2 separate regions of the Macaca mulatta genome follow, and region 2 is linked to region 1. The links are chromatin contacts, called in public Hi-C maps. All regions are on one chromosome and are shown on one strand. Each heading gives the region's core, a stretch centred on a gene start, on an enhancer-like site or on the middle of the called end of the contact. The rest is flanking DNA. Distances are from core to core; before and after follow the strand shown. Region 1 holds the start of KAT7 (lysine acetyltransferase 7). Region 2 holds the start of SLC35B1 (solute carrier family 35 member B1).

Evidence for each region. A called contact is a pair of places that touch in the nucleus more often than the background predicts.
Region 2: a Hi-C map of fetal cortex germinal zone shows a contact between it and region 1, with 3 times the contacts expected there. The contact joins the promoter of SLC35B1 here to the promoter of KAT7 in region 1. A contact is called at or near these places in 7 of 14 Hi-C or Micro-C datasets (CD4 T cells, blood, cortical neurons and 3 more).

Annotation. Positions count from the first base shown.
Region 1 is chr16:60,214,613-60,222,531 of T2T-MMU8v2.0, reverse strand. KAT7 (lysine acetyltransferase 7) reads left to right here and starts at 3,323. Exons shown (of 12, transcript XM_077971234.1): 1 at 3,323-3,494; 2 at 6,870-7,017. The coding sequence starts at 3,480. It overlaps FAM117A (family with sequence similarity 117 member A), which reads right to left and starts at 3,810. Exons shown (of 8, transcript XM_077971239.1): 1 at 3,708-3,810.
Region 2 is chr16:60,297,177-60,305,095 of T2T-MMU8v2.0, reverse strand. It overlaps SLC35B1 (solute carrier family 35 member B1), which reads right to left and starts at 3,458. Exons shown (of 9, transcript XM_077971248.1): 1 at 2,909-3,458; 2 at 1,107-1,210; 3 at 355-460; 4 at 21-51. The coding sequence starts at 1,138. It overlaps FAM117A (family with sequence similarity 117 member A), which reads right to left. Exons shown (of 8, transcript XM_077971239.1): 8 at 4,438-5,662. The coding sequence ends at 5,362. It overlaps LOC144335606 (a long non-coding RNA gene), which reads left to right and starts at 2,476. Exons shown (of 2, transcript XR_013406554.1): 1 at 2,476-2,612.

The DNA of each region.
Region 1 (7,919 bases), core at 2,074-4,573:
GACACTAGTAGAGCTGATGATACAATAAACATGATTTATTTATGTTTCTATTATCTATTTGGGAAGGGAAATGAACAGAATTATCTAGCAAACTGTACAAGGAAAATAACAAATCCAGCAGTTAAGTGCAAAATAACGTATCATTATGCCCTACTACCTTACAAAGAATGAATCAGAAAAGATTTTCTGAAAAAATACAATTTTACCATCCTGGCTAACACAGTGAAACCCTGTCTCTACTAAAAATACAAAAAATTAGAAGGGCGTGGTGGCAGGCGCCTGCAGTCCCAGCTACTGGGTAGACTGAGGCAGGAGAATGACATGAACCCGGGAGGCGGAGCTTGCAGTGAGCTGAGATTGTGCCACTGCACTCCAGCCTGGGTGACAGAGCAAGACTCCGTCTCAAAAAATAAATAAATAAAAATAAATAAATAAAAATTTAAAGAGGGTTAGGAGATGTATCCAGGCAGGAAGTAAAGTCTAAGAAAATAGAAAGGCAAGGAGAACTGTCCAGAGTGTCAATGGTGAAGTCTGGTGGTTGAGGATGGCCAAGGGGCAACCTGTCAGAGGCTTTGAAATCAACATCAGTTCCTGCTTGGAAAGCTAATTGTGTTGTGATGAGCATGACCCTCAAAGTAAATGTTATATTTGGTTTAAAAAAAAGAAAGGAAGAAGGAATAAGCTTTTAACATCCTCCCCTTCCCCATTCTAAATATACCTAGCTGGTCTACTTTCAAGTACTATACACATTTTTTTCCTTATGATCATGTTTCTATCCTACTGGTGTTAGTTTTTTCATCTTTCTGCCAGAGTGTACATTTTCCAAGGACAAGAATCATATCTAAATGAAACTGTAAACTCTTTAGCATCAGCTGCAGTCTTAGGGAATCTAGTGTAAGAAATTAACTAACGACTAACTCCTGTAATGCTGGTATTTGTGTGATGGATGCGAGTCAGGATAAGATCTTATTCTAAAACACTAATTTCCAGGGAGGGTAACTTCACCATCTCTGAGTGCTATACATTCAGGGACTGTAAAACAGTAATGATATTCTTACTGAGCAGCAAGAATTTACTGTGGGAAGAACAAGGTTTGAGCACCACTAGAAAGGATGGTAAGGGGCGGGCAGGGTGGCTCATGCCTGTAATCCCAGCACTGTGGGAGGCTGAGGCAGGTGGATCACCTGAAGTTGGGAGTTCAAGATCAACCTGACCAACATAGAGAAACACTGTCTCTACTGAAAATACAAAAATTCGCCAGGCGTGGTGGTGGGCGCCTGTAATCTCAGCTACTCGGGAAGCTGAGGCAGGAGAATCGCCTGAACCCGGGCGGCGGAGGTTGCTGTGAGCCAAGATTGTGCCATTGCACTCCAGCCTGGCAACAAGAGCAAAACTCTGTCTCAAAAAAAAAAAAAAAAAAAGAAAGGCTGGTATGGCTGGGAGTGGTGGCTCACACCTATAACCCCAGCACTCTGGAAGGCCGAGACAGGCGGATCACCTGAGCTTAGTAGTTCAAGACCAGCCTGGGCAACATGGTGAAACTCTGTCTCTACAAAAAATAAGCCGAGTGTGATGGCACACGCCTGTAGTCCCAGCTACTTGGGAGGCTGAGGCAAGAGAATCCCTTGAGCCCAGGAGGCGGAGCTTGCAGTGAGCTGACATTCAACCATTGCACTCCAGCCTGGGCTACACAGCAAGACTCTATCTAGGAAGAAAAAAAAAAAAGAAGAAGAAGAGAGAGAGAAAAAAAAGAAGGATGGTATGAAATAATTGAGATATGCTCTTAATATAAGAGATTCTTACCACCAGTTGGGGAGCCAGAACATTCAAATGTAACCTCAGGAACATATCAGTAAGTGCAAAATAACAGAGTAATGGTATGAAATTAAATGCTTAAGTGGTGAGGGGCTACAAAGGAAGAAGTAATGTGAGCCATTTTCAAGTAAGTTCTTACGTGCAGTTCAACCTAAGTAGGTTATCAAAGGTATTTATACTAAGCACTAAAAGCTAAGTATTAAATACTAAAAGCTGCCTGTGTCAACACTGGCCCAGGACATCCCCAAGGAGAGTGCTGGCTAAGGGTCTGGAACTTTAACTCTTTTGAGTTCTTTACTTAGCACATCAATCAGATGTTTACCTTCTGCTACTTTGTTCTTTAGCCCCTGGGGAAAATCTCCATCTTAACGGGGGGAAATCTCCATCTAAAGGGGCCTCAGATTGAAATTGGGGTTAGGGATCCTAACTTAATGACTGAGCGTGCCTGGGTTCCACCCAGCCGCAATTGGGCAAGACTTGGTCCTCTCAAGGCTTTTCCTCCAGAGAGGTTAAATCTTCAACGCCTGCTCTCCACTTTCCAGCCTTTTCTTAAGGCTCTTCTTTCAGCCTAGTATCAGTGACCAACCTCTCCTTCCTAGGCCCTCTCATTATTATTCAAATTTCCATTCTTTTGGGGGCTTCAGCTTCAGTAAAAACATTCCCTCTTCTTCCTCCGCCTCAAGCATCTGGATTCCAGAGGTCATTTGAGCTAAATGCGGTTCAATGCTTTTCTGACTCTGGTACTGCATTCCCGGGACACTTTCAAATCACATTTTTCACCCCAGGGCCCCCAGTGGTCTCAAACCCAAACACAGTGCGGGAAGGAAGTGGGCGCTCGCCACAGAGCTAAATTGGGAATTCTTTGAGCTGCAGCTTCTGGAGAATGGTTTTGCCTCCTCCCCGCGACATCAACTAACTTACTTGCTGTTAGCTAAGAGCAAGGACAATGTCTCCTCTACCAGACAGGAAACTTCCTGATGGCGGACGCTAGCCTTTAGTTCCTTTTTCAATTCCCCATTCCCACCCCTTCGGCACCAGGATGGTTCTTAAAATACAAAGTTTCTTTCACAAAACATCCCTCTGCAACTTTTGAGTTTATGTAATAAACGGAAACGTCCTTTAAACAATCAGGCAACGAAGGGGTTAAATCTAATCTCAGCAACCTGATGGATTCCGGGGGGTTTCCTTCCTCGACTCTGGAAATTAAAACGACCGGGAAGGGAAATTTTGCCCTAGGTAAAGATGAGAACCGTTTACATCAACTGTCAGGCTTCTGCCCCAAACAAGAATGGCTACCCACGCCCACAAACAGCGCCACTCGCGTTAACTAAAAATGGCTGGCCCCGGATTCCACCACTGGAGTCACTTTCTGCCCAACTTCAAAATGGCGCCCACTAGCTTCACCAAAAGGATCTAATCTCCCAGCACCCTCTTTGGCCCGTAACGTCAGGGGACGCGAGACCCAGCCGGAAGTGAAGGAAAAAGCGCTTCAGCCCGCGGCGCCTGCGCAGAACGCTCCAGACGCTGAGAGGCAGGAGGCACTAGGGATCGTCCGCAGGATTGGGACTGCTACAGAGGCCGCCACGGAGCCCGCCGGAGCCACCGTTCCTGCTGCTGCTGCCGCCGCTGCCCGAATCGGAACCGTCGGGCCGCAGCCGCCGGCAATGCCGCGAAGGAAGGTGAGAAACGGGAGAGGAGGGATGGCGGGTTTCTAAGGACAGTCGATTGAGCACCGTGACGCAGTTGGCCACGCCTCACAGTGCTTGGGTCCCAACTTCCCGCTCCCCCGAACCTTGCTCAGCCACCCTCTCTTCTGTCCATATCCAACAGAAAAATGTGGGCCCGACCCTGGCCTCGGCCTATGCTTGCAACTATTCCCGCCCTCTGCTTGCCTGGATCGGAGGCGTTCTTATTAATTGGTCGCTGAAACGTCAGGAAGCATATTGATTGGCTGGTGACGCCGCCTGTTTGGGCTCAACGGTCACCTCCCCGCGTGCGGGGGCGGTGTCTGGCCCCGGCCCTAGCGCTCTCCCACTGGCTGGAGAGAACGATCCCTCCTCTCCTGATTGGTCGGGGTTGGCAGTCTGTCCTGTGGGGGCGCGGCTTAGGCGGACCTCGATTGGGTGGCCCGAATCCCCGCCTTTCCGAGCGGGGACGCTGATAGGTGCAGAGGCGGGGTTTTGGAGGCCTCGTTACTTTCCAGGTGAGGGGCACAACAAAGCAGAAGACTGGGTGGTGGGAAGCCGGCGCCCACTCCCAGGGGATCCCACTCAGGCCAGTTGCCTCCAAGCGGTAATCTTTACTTGCTAGTTCGACAGCTCCTAGAAAATGCAGTTGGCAAAAACCGAAAACTTCTAGAATTAGAAGGGACTTAGGAGGTCACCCAGGAATGGCCCCCTACTTCTTACAGTTGAACTAACGGAGGTCCATGGAGTGCCGCAAGCCACTCAGGCAGTGGCAGGTCCAGAATATAGAACAAATCTAACTCAATTGAACAAATGTCTATTGATTACTTTCTGCGCGGTGGTTGCTGACGATTCAGAAATTTATTAGACGTGATCCCTGGCTTAAGGGTATCACAGCCCGATAGGAGAAAACAGACATGAATAACCTTAGGACGATCTAGTAAGTTCTCTGCTTGGAGGTGTATACAAAGTGTTACAGGAAGGAAGTGAAGGAGCAGTTGGTCTGCTCTGGAGTACAATGGGAGGTATACTGGTAAAAGCCACAGGGAAGAGCTGAGTTCCAGGATCAAGCCAGGAAGGAACAAGTCTCACATCAACGCTTTAAATATCTAGATAATTAGACTATAATGGTGACTTTTAAGATTCCCCCTTCATTTTAGCTGTTTTCTGTGATTCTTGCTTATTTTAGACATTTTCTGTGATTCTTGCTCATTTCCTGGCAGGTTACCCTTGAGATATTTGGAAAACTGGGTGGTATTCTTGCTCATTTCAGTAGAAATCTTTCTCTTCACAGAGGTTTTTCAGGCTGAAAATGTATGCTTTTTAATGTCTCCTAAAATGATCTCAGCTGGTGGGTGGTATGTATGGTTTTTTTTTTTTTTTTTTTTTTTTTTAAGATGGAGTTTTGCTCTTGTTGCCCAGGTCGGAGTGCAATGGCATGATCTCGGCTCACTGCAACCTCTGTCTCCCGGCTTCAAGCGATTCTCCTGCCTCAGTCTCCCTAGTAGCTGGGATTACAGGCGGATTCCATGACGCCCAGCTAATTTTTGTGTGTTTAGTAGAGACAGGATTTCACCATGTTGGTCAGGCTGGTTTTGAACTCCTGACCTCAGGTGATCCACCCGCCTCGGCCTCCCAAAGTACTGGGATTGAAGGCATGAGCCACCGCGCCCAGCCGGTGGTATGTGTGTTAAGGCTCACTAAATGCAGGAATAATATTGGTGCCTTGAAATAGGGCCCCAGTCTTCTTTCTTTTTTTTCTTTTTTTTTTTTTTTGAGACAGAGTCTCGCTCTGTAGCCCAGGCTGGAGTGCAGTGGCAGGATCTCAGCTCACTGCAAGCTCCGCCTCCCGGGTTCACGCCATTCTCCGGCCTCAGCCTCCCGAGTAGCTGGGACTACAGGCGCTGCCACCTCGCCCGGCTATTTTTTGTATTTCTTAGTAGAGACGGGGTTTCACCGTGTTAGCCAGGATGGTCTCGATCTCCTGACCTCGTGATCCGCCCATCTCGGCCTCCCAAAGTGCTGGGATTACAGGCTTGAGCCACCGCGCCCGGCCTGTCTTCTTTCTTAATTTCCTGAATACCAGGAGTTTCTTGAAAATGTACATTTTTTTTAGTAACCTGTTTGGCGGCAAACCTGTCTTAATCTGTCCTGAGGCTACTTACGGTTTTTGTGTGTCTCATTTAGTGTGACTGTTTATATCTTTTGCTGCAGAAGTATTATGTTTTGTTATTGCACCCAATATTTGCAGGATACATGCAAAGTACTCCCCTTCTAAAAATAAAAAAAAAATACGAATTCTAAACACAACTGGCCCTCAGGGTTTTGAATAAAGAATTGGGACTTACAGCGTGAATCTTTGTATTTTTAGCAAATATTTTTTCCTTTCTGGTTTTGTAAAGGGTATAGTGTTAGTGCTCAATTGATAAAAGTTATCTTTATGGCTAAGAAAGAACTCCTGAGGAGGTTAATAATTGACAAATAATTGTTCATTGAAAAGATGGTTTTGAAAACAACTGTTTTTGAATACCCATGAGTCTTCATGTGCAAGCTGCCTTTTTGAAAGATAGATGGCTTTCATGTGGAGAAACTTCAAGGATAGATGGCATACGCAGTAACAATTTTCGTCTTTTTCTGCTTAAATTCTTTTGGGATCAGAGTTGTGGTCCATGATATTTTGAGATGGTATATGGTTTTAAAAAAATATGATAGCTTTTCATGGAGACATTTAACAAAAGCTACTCTAAAGTTAAATGAGGTCTAGCACCAACGATTTTTTCACTACAGTGGACCTTTTTTTGTGATACTGATCTCCGAATGATCTTGGTTCATACTTAGTGCTAATACAGTAAGAATTAATTATCTTCATGTGTCTCACGTCTGTAATCCCAGCACTTTGGGAGGCCAAGGCGGGTGGATCACCTGAGGTCAGATGTTCAAGACCAGCCTGGCCAACATAGTGAAACCCCATCTCTACTAAAAATATAGAAGTTAGCTGGGCGTGGTGGTGGGTGCCTGTAGTCCCTGCTACTTGGGAGGCCAAGGCAGGAGAATCGCTTGAACCCAGGAGGTGGAAGTTACTGTGAGCTGAGATTGTGCCCTTGCCCTCCAGCCTGGGCAACGGGAGCCAATGAAATGGAAGCTCTTCATTTATTTAACAAAAGTCCCTTATTTGTACATTGTTCCATTTAAGTGTTCTAAATAAAGTGAAGTTGCCTGGGTGGGTGGGAGGATGGGAAATGCTTGTGGAATCCTTTCTTAGGTTTGAACTTGGTGTTTTCGGTGTCACAGCTTGTTTTATTTTCAATGTTAATGCAAACCCTCAGACCAAATGCTTCTGTGCTAATATCTGGATCTATGGTATTACAGAGGAATGCAGGCAGTAGTTCAGATGGAACCGAAGATTCCGATTTTTCTACAGATCTCGAGCACACAGATAGTTCAGAAAGTGATGGCACATCCCGACGATCTGCTCGAGTCACCCGCTCCTCAGCCAGGCTAAGCCAGAGTTCTCAAGGTAAAAATCTTCATTTTTCCTTACCACTCCTCACATCTGGCTGACTGGCCCATCACATTATTTTCCTAGTTAATGTGGAAACTGGTCCCTTGGCTTGGTGTAGATGACGGTGCACCAGATGATTGGTAAAATGTGGAGTGAATGCAGAGTTGTCAGGTCTTTAACAATGCTTCTGTTGGGGGCTGCTATCCAGTTTGTAGACCCAAAGGAACTGTGGATGGTATAATGGATAGAGACACATGTATGTCTTGAGTCATTTGTGTTTTTTTGTTTGTTTGTTTGTTTGTTTTTTTACATCGCCGTGTCTCCATCAGTAAAATGAAAATGTTATCCCTTCACTTTCTGTTTGAATGGTTTAGGCTTAGGGACTTGAAGTCCAGATGGTATCTGACTTATGGTGGTTTGATTTAATTATTATTATTTTTTTAACTTTACTGTGGTGCTAAAGCAATATGCATTCAGTAGAAACTTTTCGAATTTTGAATTTCAGTCCTTTCTTGGGCTAGTGATATGTGGCTGAAATATTTTCTTGTGATGCTGAATAGTGGCAATGAGCTATAACTCCCAGTCAGCGAGCCGTAACTCCCAGTTAGCCATTTGATCATGAGGGTAAACCAGTACTCTTCAGTGTACTGTCTTCAATAAATTACATGCAATATTCAACACTTTATTAAAAATAGGCTTTGTGTTAGATGATTGTGCACAATTGTAGGCTAATGTAAGTGATTTGAGCCTATTTAAAGTAGGCTAGGCTAAGCTATGATGCTCGGTAGGTTAGGTGTATAGTGCTTTTATTTTCTGGAGACAGGGTCTTGTGCTCTGTTGCACAGGTTGGAGTGCAGTGGTGTGATCTTGGCTCACTGCAACCTTGACCTCCTTGGCCCAAGTGATCCCCCCACCTC
Region 2 (7,919 bases), core at 2,209-4,708, 82 kb before region 1:
AGACCATCTTTTTTGCTTACCTGGGATTGGCTTGCAGGATTTACCAAGGACCTGAAATTAAATCCAGCAAATAATTTCTGAGCATCTGTGATGTGTCAGGTACTCTGCTAGGTACCACACTGATTAAGATGAGTAAGCACAGGGCCTGCACCAGAGACTTCAGCCTCAGAAAGCAGCCCTATCATGGCCCAACCCACTACCACTAAACCCAAGTTCTATGGTTCTATACACTCCTAATGTCTCAAGGACCGTTATTTTTTATTATTATTTTTTAACTCACAGACCTGAGGGAAGAACTCTTAGTCCTTTTCAAATGATATCTGAGCCAACCGTCATCCCACCCTGAGGTTTCACCTGAGTTGGGTAGTTGACAAACTGTAGTGCTGAGTTGCTGGAGACCATGGCACCCAGATAGGAGATAGAACAGGCAGCATAGAGCCAGCTCCGGGTACGATCCACCCTGGCAGTGTCAAAAAACTGGATCACTGGGAGAAGACAAAAAAAAAAAAAAAGAAAAGACAAAAAAAAAAAAACAAGAGAAACCTGGTGGGGCTAGGATGGACCACTAAGCAAAGCTGAAGCCACATGAAAGGAACTTGTCTGTCAAATAAGACACAAGCTATTTCTGTCCTCTTACACTGGGAAATCTCTGAAAATTATTCATCTTTCCAATTCTGCCTAAGCCCAACAAAAGACCACATGCAGGGTGGAGGTGAGGGCCTCATTCAGTTCAAGGGACCAGTCAGCCCTGCTGCTAGTCCCCAGGGAACAAAGAGAGAATGCTCAAAGCATGCTTGAAGCTGACACACAAAAGAAACTCAAAGGGAAAGAAAAAAATGTTTCAAGTATTTTCAATGGGGATTTGGAATACAGAAGACCCATTCTCTGAACATTTCTAACTCAGAAGTTGATAAAAATTGGGGAAATAATATTTTACTCCACTTCAAAGTCATTAGTTTTACAGACTTCACAGAGAGGCTGTGTGAGTACAAAATGAGGTGGAGATCATGAGTTAGCCTTTAAGGTTGAATCAATGTTTAATGCCTAGCATACTGAAGGAACTTGGGGTGATGGGGTACCCAACAAATTACTATCTAGGTACTCACAGATCTTGGCAAACACAGCATTGATCACACATTGAATGAAGACCAAAGTTAAGGCAAAGGTGAACGTCTCCTGTTTGGCTCCCTCTCCATACTTTCCTCTTGTTCTAGAAATGAAATGCGTGACAAAAGAGAGGAAAATTAGTATATTTCAGTCACTGTCATCTAATATATCCAGAACCACTGAAAACTTTAAAATTATCTTGCCTCTCTGGATGTAGGGAGAGTTTGTAAGGACCACTAGGCTCATCTGCAAAAGGGGCTGATTTTACTGGATCTAGAAACTAGACATTCCAGCCTACTGATTCCATAGCCTAAGGAAAGAATACCCGAAAAAGACGGAGAGGAAACATGCAAAACGAGATAGTGAAGTCAGGTACCCCAGGCAGGAGGAGACGGTATTTGGGCTACAGCACCAAGGCCGAGGGCGAATAGGTTGTTTGCAAGCATCTGGGAGTACCAAAAGGGGGCCGACTCGGGTCCTCTTTGAGGGGTAGAAGTCTCAGCCTGTAAAACGCAGGCTCTTAGAACCAAGCAGGGAAAAACAGCTAAGAAAAGAAAAACCAAGTCCAAAGAATCCAGAAAATAACCCTGGAGTTCTGGAATTCTGGGTAGGTTCAGCCATAGCTGCAAAAGTAGTGGGGTGCTAAGAGGGCGACAGCCGGGCAGGAGGACAAGAGGCAGAAGGTCCAGAGGCAGAAGGCCCGGGACCCCTGTCACAGACTGGGGAGAGAATGTCGGCCCGCCCCCGGGGTCGCTCACATCTTTTCCTGCAGGATCCCATAGTAAAAATAGCAGACAAAGACACCCAGGAAGCAGAGCGGCAGGCGCAGCCGGTCGGGCACCAGGGAGCTGCTAGAGGCCATGAGACGCCCGGAGGAGCCGACTGGAGACCCGCTCACAACCGGCACCGGCAGCAGCGGCGGCGGAGGCGACAGATCCAGCCGGACATCGCCGACCGGCGGCAGAGGCCTCATAGGAGCTGCATGCGACCGCCGTCCAGCAGGGCCCAGCAGTCACTACCGGAACTGCCAGCTCAGGGCTGCCAAAGGGGAAACTCCTCAGAACGCACCAACCACTTCCTAGGAAAGAAAACCCGCCCTGGGACCTTGGCTCCATCCCTGAGGGCCAGGGGAACCGGCAGCCTCGAGACCATTTTCTCGACCTGGAGATTTTTCCAATCAGGCAACTCTGAGGACAACTGCGATCCAGAGCACCACAGGGTGTCCTAGAGCCACCCGGGCGTAGAATAATGACGTATAGGGATGTGGAGGCCACCAATTGGCTGCGCTGTGCGAACTCGGACGGGTAGGCGGGACAGGAGGAGGTGCGGCCGGCACAGCAAATCCAATAGTCTTTTCCGCGGCGGGCGGCCAGGCTTCTGCTGGGTCCTAATGCCAAAATCTCTTACTGGAGCCTCAGCGCCGTCTAGCTGCTGCCTAGCGTCAGCGACTTTACCTGCTCATTACCTAGGCACTTCACTAGGCTTCCAAGGGGGAGAGCGGCACAGTAAGTCTCGGCTTGGTCACTTAAAGGCGGGGTAACCTACCCGTGTCACCCAAGTTCTGAGCCAGAGTTTTCCAGGTCTGGAAACTAGGGATAATTAGCAATAGCCACCTTGTCGCCTCTTGACTGTTGTGAGGATCGAATGAATTGAAGTTGGTGAAAGTGTTTTGTAAAGTATGCTGTGCAAGTTTAAGGTATTATTAGTCATCACTGTTTCTCAGCCCTGATCTTATTTCCTCATATCGAGGAGTGGAAATGGAAGTTCACTGAAGTCAGTTTTCTTCCAAGTCTTAACTCACCAACAATGGCTTAAACCCTTCGGCCGCGCTTCTGAATATTTCCCATTAATGAGCACCTCGTTGGATCCCTTCCTCATGCAAGTGTTGGGTCTCCACTTGCTGGCACGAATTGCCAGGGCAAGACTGACCTAAGGTCTTCCCACTACTACCTCCAACCCCCTACTTAACTGGCCCAAATCTCCGGCCACCAGGTGGACTCTGGGCTGCTCTCTAGGTCGAGGCTCCTTCTCTTCTAGCAGCCTGCTCTTTTGGCACAGCCTCGGGCAAAGGAAGGAAATACTGGGCAGCACCACACCCGTTGCTCTGGGCCTGACTCACTAAGGCTTTGCGGGGGAGCCAGAAGTCTTTTAGAGGGAGGGGTAAGGGATAGAAGATAGGGTCTGTCCCCAGCCCACTGTCTCCTCGATATTAGTGGCATGGGAATCCCCATACATTTGCTCTCTTGCTCAGTAGCTTACTCTATTGGCTCAGCCCGCGATGCCAGGGCACCAAATAGCTGGTCGGAGAGACCTGCCAGCTCTGCTTCTTTACCAGCTGGGACCTCAAACAATTCCCTTGTCCTTGTCCTCTGAGTCAAGTTTCCTCATGTGAAATTAATGGGAATATAATAACAAGCAGGAGAGCGCTGTGGTTAGAAACATGAGCACTGGATTCAAATGATCAGGTTTCCAATCCTAGCTACCCCACTTCATATCTGTGTCTTTTGGGGAAAGTTATTCAATCTATTTGTCCTTCCCTGATTATACAGTGGGACTTACCATATTTCTCTTACTGGGTGGTTGTCATATTTCAATAACATTTTATGTAAAGCACTTAACATGGTAGCTGGTTCTTACCAGCCCAATGAATGGTGGTTAGGATAGCCTGGTTTAGGAGTTTGTTGTCAGGTCTTATGAGGTAGATACAATTGTACTTATTATTACTGCCCTTGGGGTAGTCAACTGTTCACCCATACAATGGGGATATGTCTTTTGTGAAAATGCTTTGGAAATTATAAAGCATTATAAAGGCTTATAAAGCATTATAAAGGCTGCGAAAGGGTAAGAATAGTGTCTTTGTATAGTTTCTTTGTTTCCTTCAAGGCTGCACACTACGTTGTGGGTACTCCCTGAGATGAACCAAAGCTTCCCCCAAACTGTCGAGAGTGCCAGCCAGTGCAAAGAACACCCACAATGTCAAACTGTCTTCCCTTGGTCACCTGCTTTTCCTCTCTGAAATCCATTCTCCTTAGGGAGCTTTTTCAGACTCACACAAGAATGGCTAACTTCCCCAATGACTGCCTCACCCCACCTCTAGGACAAACCACACTCTTCATTCTGGACAGCCTTTTCATGGGTCTGCTGTTTATGTCCATGTAAAGTATGCAAGCATGGTGTCCAGAGGACAGGAACTCTTGTGTACAGCCATAACAACACCCAGATGTGGGAATTGAGGCTCCTTCTCTTGAAGACAAAGATAAAATGATCAGTATAATACCCTTAATCTCTACCCCTCTCCTCCTTCCCCACATATTTAACAGAACTTCAAGCTGCTGGGAATATTTATTTATTTATTTGGTCTATTAACACCAAGATCTGCAAAAAACAACCTCTAAACACAAGATAAGAAAACTCGAACATTAACATTCTTCAATTTTGTGTAAGCTCTGCAGTACGGAAAATATACAAACTTCAAACAGCTGCAAAAATAGTGTCTTTGGGAGAAAATAGAGTTTCTACATCGATACAAGAAAAATAGGCATTTTTCTAATCCAATCCAGCCCTGGGGCGGGCGGAGAGTATAGATTTGCCATTTGCCACCTGGAGGAATGCCAGCTCTCCTCCCCACTACCCACCTGGGGCTGGGCGGGCTGGCCTGCTACTTAAGACAATCTTTAGTCAGGGTGAAAGCGAGATGAAAATGCCACTTGGGAAAACACTTGTTTCCTCCCTCTGCCAGCAGCTGAATTGGTCAAGTGTTATGGCCCATTAGGACTGCTTTGGTCAGCTCCTCTAATGAGAGGGAGGCGTGGGGATAGGGCTGAGAGGATGGGGGATCTATCTTATGGTCTCCTGGAAGGTAGGGAAGGAAATCTGTGGCGTCCTCTCTCCTTCATTCATGGCCAGCTTGCTCTGTGACAAAAATAAGGGCCTCCTATACAGTCATTTGGACTGACACCCAGGGGTGAGGGACTCCAGACCTTCTGGGTGTTTTCCACCAAGTGAGGGATGTGGCAGGTACACAGGTGTGAGCTGTGAGCTGCCCAGCTGCTAGTGGAGAAGGCAGGTCCCATCACGTTCAGAGGGGCCAGTGCCCATCAAAAAGAGGACCCAGGACTTTGACACGATAAGTGAAAGAAAGTGCTCAAAGGCCGAGAGGGAAGGGCCCCTCCATACCCCATCTCAGGGGACCTGGGGAGGGACCTGCCACCAAGGCACTGGTCTCTATGGTAAAGTGGGGCAGGGATGGGACCTTCAGACCATCAGGGAGCTCTGGAAAAGCACAGACTCTTCTGATGGTGGGGTGCGCTGCCATGGCTCGAAGGGCAGTGGGGAGGCCTTGGAGGCCTCCGGATCCTTCCGAGGTGGTGGCCTGGGGCTGGCCGGGGGAAGGGGAGACCCCGGGTTTGAGGGGCAGTTACGGAAGATGAAGCCCATGCCAGGGAAGAGGGGCTTCATCAGGCTGACGGGGCAGAAGGCTGAGCCGGTCGGGTTGAAATGGACTTTGTTCTTGTCAGGACAGGAAGTCAGGAAGGCCAGGTCAGGACCTGGGGACCTGGAGGATGAAGAAAGACATACAAGACACACACGTACACACAGAGAAACACACAGTGAGAGAGGGTGAGATGTCACAGCATCAGGGCAGCAGGGGAGCTGGGTCTCTGTTCAAACAGAATCATAACTTGACCGAAAACCAAACCCCTCAGCCATCTATTTTTTAAAAAATATGGCTAAACAACAGGAAATGCACTTTAGCTAAAAACAGGAGGGATTGAAGCTAGACAGGAAGGAGAACTTCCTGACAATGTGATTCAAGAATTGGAGACCAAGAAATCTTTTCATTCGAAAGATTTCATCAGTGGCCGGGCACGGTGGCTCACGCCTGTAATCTCAGCACTTTGGGAGGCCAAGGTGGATGGATCACTTGAGGTCAGGAGTTTGATGCCAGCCTGGCCGACATGGTGAAACCCTGTCTCCACTAAAAATACAAAAAATTAGCCGGGCATGGTGGCACGCTTCTGTAATCCCAGCTACTCAGAAGGATGAGTCAGGAGAATTGCTTGAACTCGGGAGGTGGAGGTTGTAGTGAGCCAAGATCTTGCCATTGCACTCCAGCCTGGGCAACAGAGCAAGACTCCATCTCAAAAAAAAAAAAAAAAAAAGAAAGAAAGAAAGAAAGAAAGGAAAAATTTCCTTAGTGAATGGTGTTTTGGTGACAAACCGCATGCCTGAAAGCAGAGATCAAAGACAAGTGACTTTCTAAGATTTTTTATTAACCTAAAGTGGGGTTTCTCAGCCTTGGCACCACTGACATTTTGGGCTGAATAATTCTTTGTTGCAGGGGTGGGGATGGAGGCATTGTCCTGTGCATTGTAAGATGCCTAACAGCGTCCCTGGCCTCTGCTCACTATCCCACTAGTACCACGACTCCTCCCCTCCAGCTGAGACAACTAAACATGTCTCTTGATATTGCCAAATGTTCCCTAGTTGAAATCTACTGACCTAAAGAATCTAATTGTTGGGCACATTTGAAAAGTATGGGGTTTTTTGTTGTTGTTGTTTTGTTTTTGAGACAGAGTCTCACTCTGTGGCCCAGGCTGTAGTGCAGTGTGACAGGATCATGGCTTACTGCAGCCTCAACCTCCCCAGTCCAAGCAATCCTCCCACCTCATCCTCCTGAGTATCTGGGACTACAGGCATGACCCACCATGCCCAGCTAATTACTTTATTTTTATTTTGTAGAGAAGGGGGCTCTGTATGCTGCCCAGGCTGGTCTCCAGAAAGGTGTGATTTTCAAAACTTTGGGAGGAAAGCATGGCAACAACTGTGAGAAAGGCAGCCAGACCTTATCAGAAGATCTGGGTTCTAACTCACCATGTGGTCCTTGTCATGTCTGTCTCACCCCCCTTTTTAATTTTAAGTTTTTAATTTTTTTTTTTAGAGACAGAGTGTTGCTCTCTCACCCAGGCTGGAGTACAGTGGTGTGATCATAGCTCACTGCAGCCCCAAACTCCTAGGTGCAAGTAATCCTCTTGCTCAGCTTCCCAAGTAGCTGGGATTACAGATGCCTGCCACCACTCTAGGCTAATTTTTTCTTTTTTTTTTTTGGTAGAAATGGGGTCTCACTGTGTTGCCCAGGCTGGTCTTGAACTCCTGGGCTCAAGTGATCCTCCTGCCTTGGCCTCCCAGAGTACGGGGGTGACAGGCATGAGCCACCGCACCCAGCATATCTCACCTTTATAATGTGAGAGGAATCATCCCTCCCCTTTTGATTGTTTAGGAAGATGGAATGATAAAAGGTCAGGTCAGAGAGTTCCTGAGTAAGGGATAGCCCTGATTCCTTACTGTCTGGCAAAGCCTAGAGGGTGAAACAGCCCTAAGAAGCTGACGGTTTGAAGATCCCAGGTGAGAAGACAAAGGTATGGGAAGATGGTGAAGCTCTGCCACCAATGGTTCTCACCAATCAGCTTTTTCTTTTTTACTTTTTATTAAAGTATAATATATACACTCAGAGAAAAATGCACTCAGTATACAGACCGATAAATTGGTTACTATCTTTTTTTTTGGGACAGGGTCTCACTCTGTTGTCACACTGGAGTGCAGTGGTGCAATCTTGGCTCACTGCAACCTCCGCCTCCTGGGCTCAAGCGATTCTCCCACCTCAGCCTCCTGAGTAGCTAGGACTACAGGCACCCACCTCCGTACCTGGATAATTAAAAAAAATTTTTTGTAGAGAGGGTGTCTCCGTATGTTGCCCAGGCTGGTCTTGAACTCCTGGACCCAAGCGATCTTCCCTTGGCTTCCCAAAGTGC